2 separate regions of the Mus musculus genome follow, and region 2 is linked to region 1. A link is a contact called in public HiChIP or PLAC-seq data. All regions are on one chromosome and are shown on one strand. Each heading gives the region's core, a stretch centred on a gene start, on an enhancer-like site or on the middle of the called end of the contact. The rest is flanking DNA. Distances are from core to core; before and after follow the strand shown. Region 1 holds the start of Gm31693 (a long non-coding RNA gene). Region 2 has its middle 22 kb from the start of Gm31813.

Region 1 (7,938 bases), core at 3,680-6,179:
ATTTAGAAACTGGAAGTCGACCTTGAGTACTTGTTCCTCAGGAGACAGCCACCTTATAATTAATTAATTTTAATTTTCAGTGTGTGTGTGTGTGTTTGTGTGTGTGCATCTATGAATGTATGTGAGGAAGCTTCACTACTCTTGTAAAGCCTGGGTGTTAGTCCTTATTGTCCAGTTTCTTTGAGACAGGGTTCCTTGTTCAATGCTGTCTGTACCAGGGTTGTTGCATTGAAAGTTTCCAGAGATTTTTCTGGTTTCTACAGTCCATCTCACCTTAGGACTGCTGGGATTACAGCTGAGTCCAACTGTGTCTAGCTTTCCATGGGTTCTTATTTTGAACAGAACTTTACCTACTTTGCCATCTTCCCAGCCTGCACCTGATTCTCTGAAACAGTCTCTCTTTGGCTTGGAGCTCACTAAGTGACTGAGTTAGCAGGCCAGATAGCCCCAGGAACTGACATGTCTCCTCTTCCCAGGGCTAGAATTACAAATGTACATCATTATCTCAGGATCTTTTTACATGGATCTGGAGAATTAAACCCAAGTCTCCATGGTTGCATAGAAAGCACTTTAAAATGTGACCTAACTCCCCAGTCCCGTAGAAGTTCTTTCTTGCTGTCTTTAACTACAATGTGATGTCATAAAGAGGGTCCTGTCCTGTCTCACAGACAGACCTGCTGCTTCTGACCCTTTGAAATTCCCTCATCTTGGTCTCCAACTCTACAGTTTACACATGAATACCACTCATCAATACATCAGCTGGGAGGGAGTGATTTCCAATGTAAGTCCAGCACTATGGTGAGGATGGCTATTTTGGGAGTTTACTTCACCAGTCTAATGCAATTGTTGTGCCACAGTCTCCTGCACCTGGAGAGCGTCCTTCTGGGATTCTTGGATTCATACTTGCTCACAGCATCCAGTGCTCAGTGTTTCCTATGACTTTGAATCCGCCTTAGTGGCTAGATAATCTTCTCTGAGGAGGTCCCTGGGCTCCTGAGTTTAACAAGCAAGTTTCTCTTCTCACACGCTGCAGTGAAGGGCTGCTTTTCCATGACTCTGGGGGATACCTTTTAAATACTCCTTTCCTGGGTTTAAGACACGTCTTTTATACTTGATTTTTACAGCATTACCAAGTTTCTCTTCCAGGAACAACAATGGGCTCTTTCCCAAGGAGGCTTTATGTTTTTTCCAGATGGTAAAAGGTTGGCCTAATTGATCTAAAATCCCTCCTGCTTGGGTATTATGTTAACACAAATAAAAAACATAAAACATAAAAACATAAAACATAAAAAAAGGTTCACTGAGATAGAAAGACTTACCCATCAATATGTGTGGCACCATTTCCTCGACTGAGGCCCTGGAAAGATAAAAATGAGAAAAACAAGCAGAGCACCAATATCTATAGCTCTTTGCTTCCTGACTGCAAGTGCCACTTGACCAGCCACTTCAAGTTCCTGCCACTGTGCCTTCCCCACCACTATAGCCTCTGCCATGAAACTGTGAACCCAAATCAACCCTTCCTTCTGGAAGTTGTTTTTGTTGGGTGATTTTCATCACATCAACAGGAAAAGCAAGCAAGACATATTCCCATCTCATTAATTCCTTAATGATGCCTCTGAATTTCTCATGAACTGTTTTAATCTCCTGCCTAGTCTTGCCTCTTAATGATGCATGTAGGATCATGTAATGTTGACACAACTGATTAGTGACTTCTTCTCTTTAAACACAATTCCAGGGACTGCCAAGCATCTATCTAGCCTCATTTCTCATTTTTATTTTCATATTTTTTGTTAAATCCACACTCACGGTCTTGCTCTTATGTGGGCTCCAGGTTCTTTCTAACTTTGGGCCTGTTAATCTCCAGTTCCACTTTTGTGTTCTGGACCTGACCTCACAATGATCTCTACCAAACACATACCATTCTATGTATACTAACTTGAATATCACATTGTTGGGATTACCAGCCAGGCTTCAGTGTCCCCTCTGAATATCTTTGTCCTGATTTGATTTTCTCTTGCTGTGCTAAAACAGTCTGACCAAAAGAAAGTTAGAAAAGAGTTTAATTTGTCTTACAACTCTCAGGTCACAATCTGTCACTGAGAAAAGTCAGGGGAGGAACTCTAGGCAAGAACCTGAAAGAAGCAGAGACCATGGAAGATTTCTGCTTACTGGCTGTGCCTTGCTCAGCTTGCCCACCTGCCCAGGGGTGGTACCATGGACAGGGCCCTCCTGCCTCAATTAGAAAACAAGAAGCTCTATAGAAATGCCTACAGGATAATCTGATGGAAGAAATTCTTCAAAGTTTCCCTCCCCCCCCCCCCCCCCCAGATAGGTGATTCAAGGTTTGTGTCAAGTTGACAACTGAAGCTAACTATGACAGTCAGGCATTTCACACTGAGTGCAACTGCTCCTCAAATTGTCTTCCTGTCAAGACACTCATGGCAACCATCTGTCTCTGCTACCCAATTTCATGTTCAAGAGCTCAGAACAATACCTGCTACACCAGATTCATATTGATTTAAATAGCAAATATTAATTTGTCTTAGAATGCAGCAGGGAGAGAAAGCATTCAGAGGTGTGGCTTTGTTGTTATTTTAATCCTTGCAATTTATTTATTTGTTTGTTTTGAGACAAGATCCCAGACTGGCCTCAAACTTCCTATGCAGCTGAGGATAACCTAGATCTTCTAATCCATGTTTTTGCTTCTTGAGTGCTGGGATTACAGGTGTGTGTCATCTCAGTCACCTTATGTGACGCTTCAGAGGGAACCCAGCGCTTCTTTTTATAATAGGCAGATACCCTACTGACTGGCATTTATCCTCAGCCCAACCTAGCTTGCTTGCTTGCTCTCTCTCTCTCTCTCTCTCTCTCTCTCTCTTTCTTTCTCTCTCTCTTTCTTTCCTCCCTCCTTCCCTCTCTCCCTTCCTCCCTTCCTTTCTTCCTACCTACCTTCCTTCCTTCCTTCCTTTCTTCCTTCCTTCCTTCCTTCCTTCCTTCCTTCCTTCCTTCCTTCCTTCCCTCCTTCCTTCCTTCCTTCCTTCCTTCCTTCCTTCCTTCCTTCCTTCCTTCCTTCCTTGTAGTCTCTCCTCCCCCAGCCTGAAACCTGCTTGCTCAGAGGTGGAGCTTCCTGCTCATTCGTTCTGCCACGCCCACTGCTGGACCTTGCCGTTTTTTGCTGTTTGGAGCCACACACGTGCTCACCCTGCTACTGGACCCTGAAATTATTTGGCGGGAATCGGGTCCCCTCCCCCTCCCTTCATAACTGCATGCGGAACAGTAAAATTGAGCTTTGATCAGAATGCCTGTCTTAGCTGCATTTCTTTATCTCGCCGCCTAGCCCCTCTTCTCTTCCAGGTTTCCAAAATGCCTTTCCAGGCTAGAACCCATGTTGTGATATGCTGGCCAGACACAACACTTCCTTCCTTCCATCCTTTCTCTCTCTCCCTCTCTTTATTTATATCTTTGTTATTTGTTTTCAAGTTACAAATATATGGGTGGTTTGCTTGTGTGTGTGTGTGTCTGTCTGTGTACCATATGCACACCTGCTGTGGGTAGGGGTCAGAAGAGGCAGTTGGGTTTCCCAAAGCTGGAGTTATAGACAGTCATGAACTGGTATGTGGGTTCTAGGAGTTAAACCTGGGTCTTCTGCAAGAGCATCCAGTGCTCTTAGCCAGTGGGCCATCTCTCCAGCTGCTAGGATTATTTATATCTAGGGTGGTACTTTACTTTTCCACATGAAATGAGAGGTCATACTTCTCTCAAGTGAGAGAAGTAACTAGTATACCCCCAGATTGAGAGAATATGGTCCATAGGCAGGGGTTGGGGCAGAGAGGTTGGCTTCTGGAACCTGTTCTCAGCTGTCTGTTAACTCTCATATTTTCTACCTGTGATTCCAACTACAGCATAAATGCTACATAGATATTTTCAAATAGGGGGAAATGTGTTTGAAGTCTCCTGGGTGAGGTGACTGAGAAGGCTAACTGAGTTTCTAGTCATCTTAAAGTGAATAATGGTCCCAGAGGTAAAATTATACAATTGGAATAATGTTGCTAGCTGATAACAATGTGGTCTGACAGGGCAGTCCCCGCCTCTCTGAAAACTATTCCCCCAATCATTCTGGTAGCTGCTTATCTAGACTGGAGCAAGTGAGATCATGTGACATGAGGGCTTCACAGACCCAAGCTTTTCTGTTGATTTTTTTCCTCTTAAAAATGCATTTGGAAGAAGACTCAGTTCCTGTGAACTAAATGTTCATCCATTTGTTACAGTACATTTTAAAAATGGCAAGTCATAAGCTGCTGACCTCAAGGGAGATTCAATAAATCATTAAAACCCAGCCACCTGCAAGCTGGGCTCTGTCTGACTAATTCCTCACAGTCAGAGATACCAGGTGTCTTAGACTCTCACCATCCACCTCAACACCATGCACTATAGCAGCCCTGCTAAATGTAAACTTCTCAAGTGGGGTGATACAATTCTATTTGGATTCCAAATCTATTATTTATGTGTTCATTTACTGAGCTGGTGGGAGTAGAACTCAACTTGCACATCCTAAGCTGACCCCTGTGCCCTTGCAGAGAAGCACACACACACACACACACACACACACACACACCCCACACACATATATTATTTATTATACACAGAGAGTGTTATGTAGCCCAGGTTTATCCTCAAACTTGATGTACAACAAAGAGTGACCTTGAACTTTTGATTGCCCTCAGAAGTCTCCTCTAGTCCATCCTTAGCTCTCAGTAACTGTCCCTTAGGTACTGTTGTATCAATGTAAATGGCTAAGGGTCAGCTTAAATGTGATCCCTTTTATAGGCTTGGGCTCATACTTTGTGTTTTGCTTGGAAGTTGCCCCATTACCACACCCTCATGCAAAGCCAGATATTTGGGCAGCTGAAGGGAAGCAGACAATTGTGCAACTCCCCAGCTAACTCAGAGAAAGGAGTTTCCCAGATGACTCAGGTGATAGCCTGAGAAAACACATAGAGGAGGAAGCATGTCTTTCTTTTATTAAAATCTTTAATGGACTTGTGGCTAGATGCCCTGGGTGCTGGGTAGACTTTCCGGCTAGGCAGAAGACTTTCCATATACTATGCTAGTGGCCTCCTACCTGATGATTAGTATCAAGGTTGAGAGCTGGGAGGCCAGTGCTGAGCAGATACGCATGTTCCCTCCTTCACTAACAAAATTGCAGTAATCTATGTGAACCAATTTAGTAGCCACATATCCTTCCAGCCTTCTGAAGGGTATAAGAAGTCTGAAGTCCGTGTGTGTGGACAGTGTCACACTGTCCTTGAAGACTCATTTATTGGGTTTTTTCCCCCCAAGTTCCATCCCAAAACATCTCCAACTGAATCTAAATTTTAATGTTTTCTAAACAACTCAAATACAGATTAGAATAAGAAAGTTGTGACTTCCCGAGAATTGAATTTGATGAGATGGTGTGATTCTTTCAGAGTGAAAGAGCGCAGTGCTTCTGGCTTTGAAGGCTATGGCAAGCACAGGTATTTTTGTAAGTATATGTTTGCTATAGTACAGACAAACAGTGGGACACTTGATCCAGTCATCCACTCAAAGAATTAAGTCTAGTACAGATGGCAAAATACCTTGAAACACTGTATTATGAAACTTTATATCATGAAATTGAATAGAATTTTACATGTTTTTCCTAAACCTTATAAACAGCTTCAGTGAAGTAGCAGGATATAAAATTAACTCAAACAAATCAATGGCCTTTCTCTACAGAAAGGATAAACAGGCTGAGAAAGAAACTAGGGAAACAACACCCTTCACGGTAGTCACAAATAATATAAAATACCTTGGTGTGACTCTAACTAAGGAAGTAAAAGATCTGTATTGTAAGAACTTCAAGTCTCTGAAGAAAGAAATTGAAGAAGATCTCAGAAGATGGAAAAATCTCCCATGCTCATGGATTGGCAGGATCAATATAGTAAAAATGGCTATCTTGCCAAAAGCAATCTACAGATTCAATGCAATCCCCATCAAAATTCCAGCTCAATTCTTCACTGAGTTAGAAAGGGCAATTTGCAAATTCATCTGGAATAATAAAAAACCTAGGATAGCAAAAACTATTCTCAACTATAAAAGAACCTAACCCTAACCCTAACCCTAACCCTAACCCTAACCCTAACCCTAACCCTAACCCTAACCCTAACCCTAACCCTAACCCTAACCCTAAAAGAACCTCTGGGGAAATCACCATGCCTGACCTTAAGCTGTACTACAGAGCAATTGTGATAAAAAAAAACTGCATGGTACTGGTACAGTAACAGACAGGTAGATCAATGAAATAGAATTGAAGACCCAGAAATGAACCCACACACCCATGGTCACTTGATCTTTGACAAGGGAGCTAAAACCATCCAGTGGAAAAAAAGAGAGCATTTTCAACAAATGGTACTGGAACAACTGGCAGTTAGCTTGTAAAAGAATGTGAAATGATTCATTCTTATCTCCTTGTACAAAGGTCAAGTCTAAGTGGATCAAGGAACTCCACATAAAACCAGAGACTGAAAGTTATAGAGCAGAAAGTAGGGAAAAGCCTCGGAGATATGGGCACAGGGGAAAAATTCCTGAACAGAACAGCAATGGTTTGTGCTGTAAGATTGAGAATCAACAAATAGGACCTCAGAAAATTGCAAAGCTTCTGCAAGGCAAAAGACACCATCAATAAGGCAAAAAGGCCACCAACAGATTGGGAAAGGATCTTTACCTATCCTAAATCAGATAGGGGACTAAAATCTAATATATATAAAGAACTCAAGAAGGTGGACTCCAGAAAATCAAATAACCCTATTAAAAATGGGGTACAGAGCTAAACAAAGAATTCTCTGATGAATAACTGCTGAATGGCTGAGAAGCACCTGAAAAAAAATGTTCAATATCCTTAATCATCAGGGAAATGCAAATCAAAACAACCCTGAGATTCTACCTCACACCAGTTAGAATGGTGAAGATCAAAAATTCAGGTGACAAAAGATGCTGGCGAGGATGTGGAGAAAGAGGAACACTCTTCCATTGTTGGTGGGATTGCAAGCTTGTACAACCACTCTGGAAATCAGAGTTCCTCAGAAAATTGGACATAGTACTAACGGAGGATCCAGCAATTCCTCTCCTGGGCATATCCGCTGAAGATGTTCTAACTTGTAATAAGGACACATGTTCCACTATGTTCATAGCAGCCTTATTTATAATAGCCAGAAGCTGGAAAAAAAACTCAGATGTCCCTCAACAGAGGAATGGATACAGAAAATGTGGTAGATTTACACAATGGAGTACTACTCAGCAATTAAAAACTGATTTCATGAAATTTTTAGGCAAATGGATGTATCTGGAGGATATCATCTTGAGTGAGGTAACCCAATCAAAAAAGAACACACATGATATTCACTCACTGATAAGTGGATATTAGCCCAGAAACTTAGAATATCCAAGATACAACTTGCAAAACACATGAAACTCAAGAAGAAGGAAGACCAAAGTGTGGATACTTCTTAGAATGGAGAACAAAATATCCATGGAAGGAGTTCCAGAGACAAAGTTCAGAGCTGAGATAGAAGGAAGGACTACCCAGAGACTGCCCCAGTCAGGGATCTATCCCATAAACAACCACCAAACCCAGACACTATTGCATATGCCAGCAAGATTTTGCTGGCAGGGCCCTGATATAGCTCTCTCTTGTGAGGCTGTGCCAGTGCCTGGCAAATACAGAACTGGATGCTCATAGTCATCTATTGGATGTATCACAGAGCCCCTAATGAAGGAGCTAGGGAAAGTACCCATGGAGCTAAAGGGGTCTACAACCCTACAAGAGGAACAACAATATGAAGTAACCAGTACCCCCAGAGCTGTGTCTCTAGTTGCATATTTAGCAGAGGATTGCTTAGTTGGCCATCAATGGGAGGA
Region 2 (7,938 bases), core at 2,376-4,875, 290 kb before region 1:
TGTGAGGACAGGCATTAAATATACATGAGACATATAAACAGTTCATTAAATGCTGTTAGTCTGTTTCTGTAGCACGTGTTGATTTTCTTTATTAACATGCACTAACAAGCTTGATCATGACATTTTCTTACACGTATACAACACACATGCACACGTTGCTTTGTACTCAAGATCCCATGAATCTAAGGATTAATTTATATTATCTGAGACCCTTGGGAACCAGCGATAGAGATAATGTATTGTGAAGAGAATGGATATGTAGCTTAGTTGGTTGAGTGTTTGTCTGCATAGCGTGCAACCCTGGCTTCAGTGCCAGCATTGTAGGAAGTGGTGTTGTATGCCTGTAATTCCAACTCTTGTAAGGTAGAGGTAAGAAGGCCATGCCATCCTCAGCCTCACAGTAAGTTTGAGCCTCACAGTAAGTTTGAGGCCAGACTTGGAATATATGAGACTCAGTCTTGGAATATTTTTTATAAAAATAAGAAAATGATAAAGCATGACAAATCTGTTAGTCTTTAAGGAATCATTTTTACTCCTAGTTAAAGATGTCTACAGAATCATAGCTATGAATTTCACTTTACAAATGACAAATTTTATGTTAATGATCTCATTTAACTCTCTGCACATAATCTAAGCACCAAAGAATGCCTCATAATATAATTTCCAGGATTTGCCTCCCTCTCTCCTCCTGTTTTCTCAGGTGTTAGAAACCTATTACTAACCAACCTATATAGAGATGGCATTTATTGGACGGACACTGCAGACATGCACACTTTGTTTTACTGTATAGACTTCCAGGAAGCACTGACAAATGAGATCCAGGAAGAGCCAAGATGTCACTGGGCCTTGAATGCTGACCGTTGAGAATGGGAGGGTTGTCTGTATTCTCCTTCTGCTCTTCTTTCTGTGTTGGCTGAGTCCCTCACTGGCTTGGTCTAAGTAGAAGAAGAGATGTTTACCAGAAATACATGATTCCATGGAACGGATGAGAACATTTGAGAACAGATTTCAACTCGGACTTCCTGGCACGGCTATGGGCTGTGAAGAAGAGTGATGGTCTGTGGCTGTCTCCACAGGTGCCATGGATCAGGGCCTTCACATGTGGGTGGGAAGTGTGCTTATCATCATAGTGAAGGTGCAGCCTGGGAGAGTAAGAAACTGAATACTGGAAACAAGCTAGGTGTGTACTCCTGCTGATGTGTGCTCCACATAGTGCCTCAGGGTCTACATGTTCTGTCGATTATATCATTCTATCAAAGGAGTCCTCAAGACACCATGCATGACTATATACCCATTCACAGTGAGATGAGGATCGCTATTAGTGGAAACCCCTTGTGAGTGTTGCTTTTCAAGGTAGCTAAATCTTCTTTAGTTCAATCTAAAATAATGAAAGCCCTGCTTTATTCAGGCCTAAGGTACATACACATGGCAGAAACATGTTCTCCTCACTTCCTGGGTTAAAGGTGAGACTGCTGAGGGAAGAGCAATGAGGAAACAACTCATGACCACAGAAAGGGGTGTCAGTCAAGACTGTTTCCTTATGTAACAGTGGATAGTGAGATAACGGCTCAGGGTTTGCGTTAGACTTTAAACTCCAACGGACGAAGCTGTTGCCTCCCACGGCGTCTCTGTGTGCAGATGTCACAACCACCCTCCCTGGAGGAAAGGAACATGAGAGAAGATTTGGGGAAGAAAAGCCACAGCTCAAGGAACTGAAAAGGAGTTGTTGCCTTCCAGGCAAGTGTGTAGGCTAGGGAAGGCCCCGAGCAGAGCATGCTGTGTGTGTTAGGAGCCTGACGACTTGGACCATGTGAATTTTCTCATTTCTTGTTACTTCTAATGCTATTGATCAACTGTGTGAAGGGAACTTTCTCTGCACCTTCTGCTTTCACAGTAAGAGCCCAATATTCATGTCTGGTTTTGGTAGTGAGTCTAGACTAACAGTGAGATGGGTAAGGGAAAGAGAAAACCTCCCCCCCCCCTCCCCTTTGTGGTTAATGGTGTCAGAGGCTGTAGGAGACTGGCAGGTGTTTAGAAACCAGCGTGAGTCATTCTGCATCTCAACTTGGCTGGGCTATGGGGCTGCATATTCAGTCAAGCATTATTTTAGATGTTTCTGTAACATCTTTGGGTGAGATTAACATGAAAACCAATGGATTCTTTGTGCAGCAAGAATACTTTTTATGACATGGTGGGTTCCGTCTAGTCAGCTGAAGGTCTTACTAAAGACTGATGCTGACCCGAGAAGTTTAGATTTAGTAAGGCCCCATAATCACGTGCATTAGTTCCTGAGGAGATACTTACTCCTCTAACCCTCATCTGTAGGAGGTTCAGCTCGCTAACTTGGAAGCTCTTTCTACAGTCAACCATAATGTAGAGATTGTTCCAGCAAGAGTTCTGAAATCAGGAAAAATACAACAACAACAAATTTAAATGCCCAAATATCAGAGGCTATTTATTTTATTCAGTCCTTTCCCTTGTTTTAAATCAGGGTCTCAAGTTGTCTGGTTTCCTTTGATATTTCTATATAGTTTAGGATGACCTTGCAGATATGTGCCACCACAATCCCTTTACACAGTGCTGGGGATTGATCCTAGGTCTTTGTGCTCATTCGACAAGTACTCTGCCAACTGACATACATCCCTCAGCCCTCATCATCAGCTTTTGACACAGAATTTTTGGCAGGGTACCTGTTGGCTTGGTACAGAATGTGTCTGTCCCCTGAGCCAACATCTTCTTAAAATGGCAGACGAAAATAAACCCAGCTGAGTTGGAGATAGTCATCCTGGCAACCACACATCTACTTTTTCCTGGAACATCAACTCTTAGGCAAGGACTATTTGCCTCTGTGCTAACTCAGGACCAGGACCAAGTCCTAGAGAACACCCCGTACCTCTGATGACTCTGAGAATGGACTCTGCCAGTGTAAGTGACTGGACTTGGCTTGGAACTCAGTGTTTTCTCAATTGCAGATCTTCACAAAGCTTGTGTTAATTGTTCTCCTACAACAGATAAGCCTAAGGTGTCCTGTTTAAGGAAATGTTCCTCTTTGAAAAAACTGCCTGTACTATAAACCCCTCCCTGAGGGGAGGACGAGAAATGTGCCCAGCTCCAAGATGTGGCCAGACAGCATTGTACAGCCTGGTAACTCTAGTCAGCCCCACCTTCAAGGATCCAAGTTCAGCAGAGGTGAAGAGTGCTTTCGTTCTGGTCACTCATTCACCAGGGGAAGCTGGACACCATCCGGTGAACCTGGTCTTGTGAAATCAGACAACCTAATTGCCCTTTACAGCTTGGTAAATGATATACTCCAACTGTGAGGGCTAAAGTTATATTTTAAGTTTTAATTCCTGTGCTGAAGGGATCTATAAAACAAAAATGTCTCTAACCTATAATGCAGATAACTTTCTCTGCCCACGGACAGATAACTTCCTGGATTCTGGGGGCTACTATTCATGCAAGATAACAAGCCATGAAAATGTTTTCACTTCTGTAAACAAGGTTGGTTGCTTCAACTTCTCAGGATGTCCTTAATCACATGGACCAGGAAGTACATAGGCAGGATGTATGCTTACCCCCAAGGCAGCAAATACACAGCCTTGTAGGTTGTGCCTTTATAATCACCAGATTAGCACAGTGTGAGGCCGTTTTCTGGGAATCCTGAGTATGGATCTGGGTAGAGTCCATAGTCTTGGCCAGCATTTAATAAAACTTACTTTAATTTTGGCTCAAAAATTGGGATAATGGTCCTATTCTCTCCCAGTAGGATCAACAGTAGGGCTCATAAAAGTTAATCCAGACCCAGGCTTCCAAGCTGATACCCTGGGTGATGAGCAGAGTGTCTAGTTGTCTAGCTGTGGATAGGACAAAAACCCTCAGAGGTTTCTACACCACTCTTGGAATCTTTGGAGAGGCCTTATATGCTGCCTCAGTAACTTAAGTGCTGGGACGGGGCATATAACTCAGTTGTAGAGTGCTTGCTTTGCATTCACGAAGCGCTGGCATCTGTCTCGGCACCATGTAAGTAAGGAACTGTAACACATTCTTGTGATCCTCTAATTTTGGAGGTAGAGGAAGAAGAATCAGTGTTCTTGGTTCTCCTCAACTATGTAATTAGAAGGGTCATCTAGGCCTAGGTAATACTCACTAAACTAAAAACCAAGGCAAATAACAACAACGAAAACCAACACAGATTCCATACACATCGGAAAAGCAGACTCTGGAGAGATTTCTAGAATGTTCTCCAATTTGGTTCATTCTCCAGGTTTTTGTTCTGTTTTGTTTTGTTTTTTACTTTCCAACTAATGAAACTATTTTATGTTGACAGCTAAAGTGGTTGGCTTTAGTGATTTTTTTTTTATTTCTTTTGGGTTGTTGAGCTTTGATCTTCCTCTTGGGGTATGACTTACAGTGGGCAGTGGCACCGTACTCTCAGTTTGTGGTCAGCCTGGGATCACAAATGTGAGCAACCAATACTCTCCAGCATGGTTGCTTAGCTGGTTTGTCCAGTAGGTGATGGGTGTTAAGTGATATTTTCATCTACTGAGGGGCTTATCAGGATATGATCTCATTGTGGTTGAGTAGCATCGTTAATTGTTTTGAAAACACTATTAACTATGGATTCCTTAAGACTTAATCTGTGTCAATTTATTTACATATGTTGCCTGTTTAAATCTTAACACATTTCACATCCAGTAGTCTTATTCCCCTAGAATCAGCAAAAAAGCAATGGTGTTACATAGCCACAATACCAGAATCATTATTCACTCTCTGTCGTGTGTGTGTGTGTGTGTGTGTGTGTCCTTATGCAGAGGCCAGAGAAGAGTATAGTATGTCTTTCTCTGATGGTTTCAGTTCCTTGAGACACTGTCTCCCACTGAACCAGAAGATTAGCATTTAGTTGGAGTTGCCTGGCCAATGAACTTTCAGAATCTGCCTGTCTCTACCGTGCAAAGCTGAGGGTATACAAGAGAGCAGCCAGCCATGCCTGGCTTTTTACTTGCATGTTGGAGATTTGATCTCAGGTTTTCATTCTTGCAAAGCAGGAGCTCTTAGCCATTGGGCCTCTTGAGAGGCATTATTTAAAATCAGGAGTACCTGCTACCACTACTCACATGTTGGAATCCTGCTCCCTGAAAGGCAGTGTCTGGGTCATTTCCCTGGTTTACCTTGAAGGTAAACTGCAGCCAGGGCAGTTTTACCAGGGGAAAGTAGGAGTGGGTGGAAGGTCCACTTTTTTTTCCTTGGAAAGATTCTGCAGCTCTGTATGGAAATCAAGAATGCAGGAAATAAGAATAACTGAATTTTGAGTCATCTTTGGTAAGCACTGTGTCAAATTTTAAATGGCAAGAAGCTAGCTGGGGAAGAACACAGTATTTTTAGAAGCTGAAATTTATTTTAACCAAACAAGTTAAAGAGCATGTGTTACATCTCCACTCCTGCTAGGATCTTTCAGATGACTCCTGCTGTGTTTTAAGAAAGAAACTGCTTAATGAAACTTACTATTTTGTAGGGTAACTAAAAAGGTTAATAATGGGGAAAAAAGGAAAGCTGTTCCTTCCATTAAGAACTGCAAAGTTGTTTTATTTTGCTTAACATTTCTTTATTCAGTGTGTGTTTGGAACAGCAGGGGGTGGGGAGGCTCTTGTTGGCTGGAGCACCTGAGCAGAGGTCAAGGGACCTCTGCTGCCTCTTTCTGCCACGTGGGCTCTGGGTATTGGAAGCGCTGTTGTACAACAAATCACCTTGCCAGCCTTGCTTGGATGTTTTTGAAAGTCACCCAAATTCTTTAGTCAAGTAGTAATGAGAAAATAAGCTTCATTTATTATTTACTTAGAATGGAATCACCAGAAATTGCATAGTTACTGCTGACTTGAATCTTTCCAGCTAGATATTTAAATAGATGGACTATATAAAAATGGTATTATGATACAAATGTTCTGCCACAGTTGATAGAATACTTGCCTGGCACATACAAAGGTCTGTGTTTGATCTTCAGCACTACGTATACCACACATGGTGTGCATGCCTGTAATCCTAGCACTCTGAAGGTTCACACAGGAAGATCAGAAGTTCAGTCATCTTTAGCTACATAAGGCTTCATGAGACACTATCCCAAAAGGAGGAAAAATTACCAAGATAACAAAACCACTGAATTTAAAGAAAAATCAAATGAAGTACATTGAAAAAAAAAAATCAAAAGTACGGAGTTTCAAAAGCTCGTTTTGTCTTTGACTCAGGGTGTGCTAATTACACTGACTTGATCATTAGCAACTGTCTGGATCTGTCAAAATATCTCACCATACCTATAAATTTATACAAGTACACATGAAGAAGAAAAGCAATTTCTCCATTAGAAGTACTTTCTACAGAAGCTCTTCAATGTTATATGAAAGGTTGTGAGAAACACTTAGAGGTAGAGGTATTTTCTTCAATTTTAGATAACAGAGAATGGAGGTATGTCACAGCCCCTACTGCTACTCCCCCATTTGTTGCGAGTTGTGTTCTTGCATTATCTTCAACTTGCTGGGACAAATGTCTGGGATCTTAATTTAGATCCTACTTTTGGAGTCTGCTTCTCTCGCTCTGGCTGTCTCATTGCTTTAGGTTTTGGGGGTAGTCACCTCAAGAGCCAGAGCAAAAGCAGAAAGAGGAAGAAGGGACTGCGGTCCCACAATCCTCTGCCAGGGCAAGCCTGCATGGCCTGAAGACTGTCCCTGAGGCGCCACCTTTCAAAGACAGTACCACTGCGAGGGGAACCCAGCCTTAGCAGAAAGAGCCCTGGGGGACACTAGTCGGCCATCACTGCAAAGAGAGGCCCATTGGACGTGCAAACTTTATATGCCCCAGTACAGGGGAACGCCAGGGCCAAAAAGGGTGAGTGGGTGGGCAGGGGAGTGGGGGGGGGTGGGTATGGGGGACTTTTGGTATAGCATTGGAAATGTAAATGAGCTAAATACCTAATAAAAAATGGGAAAAAAAAGATTTTGACTTTAACACCCTCTCCTCCTTTTCTTTCTTTTCCTTTGAATCTGGATTTCACCTATCTCAGACTTGCCTCAAACCCTCCGGGTAGTTGAGGGTGACCTTGAACTTCTTGTCCTCCCACCTCATCTTCCATATCTGGGATCACAGAGAGTTCTGCCATTCCTGATTTTTGAAATGCTGGAGCTAGAACTCGGGGCTTTGTCCATTTCACTAACTAGACGAGCATTCCACCACCAAGCTCCATAATTACTCTGTTCAAGCTGCCCCTATTGACAGTGCTCAGCTCTTGTGATTGTAATCTCTACCATGGTAGTGTAACTTCCCTGTGTCTCAAGCTCTCTGCCAGGCTTCACGCTCAGCTGCTTTCATCTTTCTTATGTTTTCTCTCTCACCTGCTTAAGTTTCACTGTCCTATTTTCCCAGGAGGTCACATGGCCCTTGTTCTCTGATTCCTTTATTTTGAAAAGATCCATGCTTGTCATCATTCTAGAATGATGTCCTTACTAAATGCTCCGGAGTCACTGTTTCTTTTCATTAAAATTTTGTGTATGTTTCTCCAAGGCTCAATCATTGTATGTTATTAAGGAGACCCATGAGGTCAGTTTGATTTTTTTTTCCTTACCAACCCCTCCCTTTTTAAAATTTTTTTAAGTTTATGAATCAAAATTCTCCAGAGAAATGGAACCAGGTGTGTGTGTGTGTGTGTGTGTGTGTGTGTGTTTTGTCATAAAGAATATGTACATAGGGTGGAATAGATGCAACTTAAATAAATAAGAGGTTGGTTTTTTTTAAGTTTAAAAACCACACTATTTAAAAATATATGTGGGCACATATGCACTACAGTGCTTAGTGCATTTCTACAGTTGATTTCAGGTTATCAGGCTTGGCAGAAGGTGTCTTTACCCACAGGACCATCTTGTTACCTCTACTTTGCTGTTGTAAAAAGTTAAC

The links. HiChIP or PLAC-seq counts read pairs in DNA pulled down with a chosen protein or histone mark.
Region 2: a FOXA1 HiChIP or PLAC-seq map of pancreatic cancer cells shows a contact between it and region 1. The contact joins two enhancer-like sites. A contact is called at or near these places in 1 of 484 Hi-C or Micro-C datasets (liver) and 2 of 115 datasets of contacts at active chromatin or transcription factors (CD8 T cells and pancreatic cancer cells).

What each region holds. Positions count from the first base shown.
Region 1 is chr3:21,696,717-21,704,654 of GRCm38.p6, reverse strand. It overlaps Gm31693 (a long non-coding RNA gene), which reads right to left and starts at 1,840. Exons shown (of 4, transcript XR_389617.3): 1 at 1,807-1,840; 2 at 1,320-1,357. Within about 2 kb of position 4,929, at least 17 of the 459 cell types and tissues checked have an H3K27ac peak or open chromatin away from gene starts, as enhancers often do. A contact at or near this core is called in pancreatic cancer cells, where this site is marked.
Region 2 is chr3:21,981,943-21,989,880 of GRCm38.p6, reverse strand. No RefSeq gene overlaps it. Among named protein-coding and RNA genes, the nearest start is that of Gm31813, 22 kb to the right of the region's middle. Within about 2 kb of position 3,625, at least 104 of the 459 cell types and tissues checked have an H3K27ac peak or open chromatin away from gene starts, as enhancers often do. A contact at or near this core is called in pancreatic cancer cells, where this site is marked.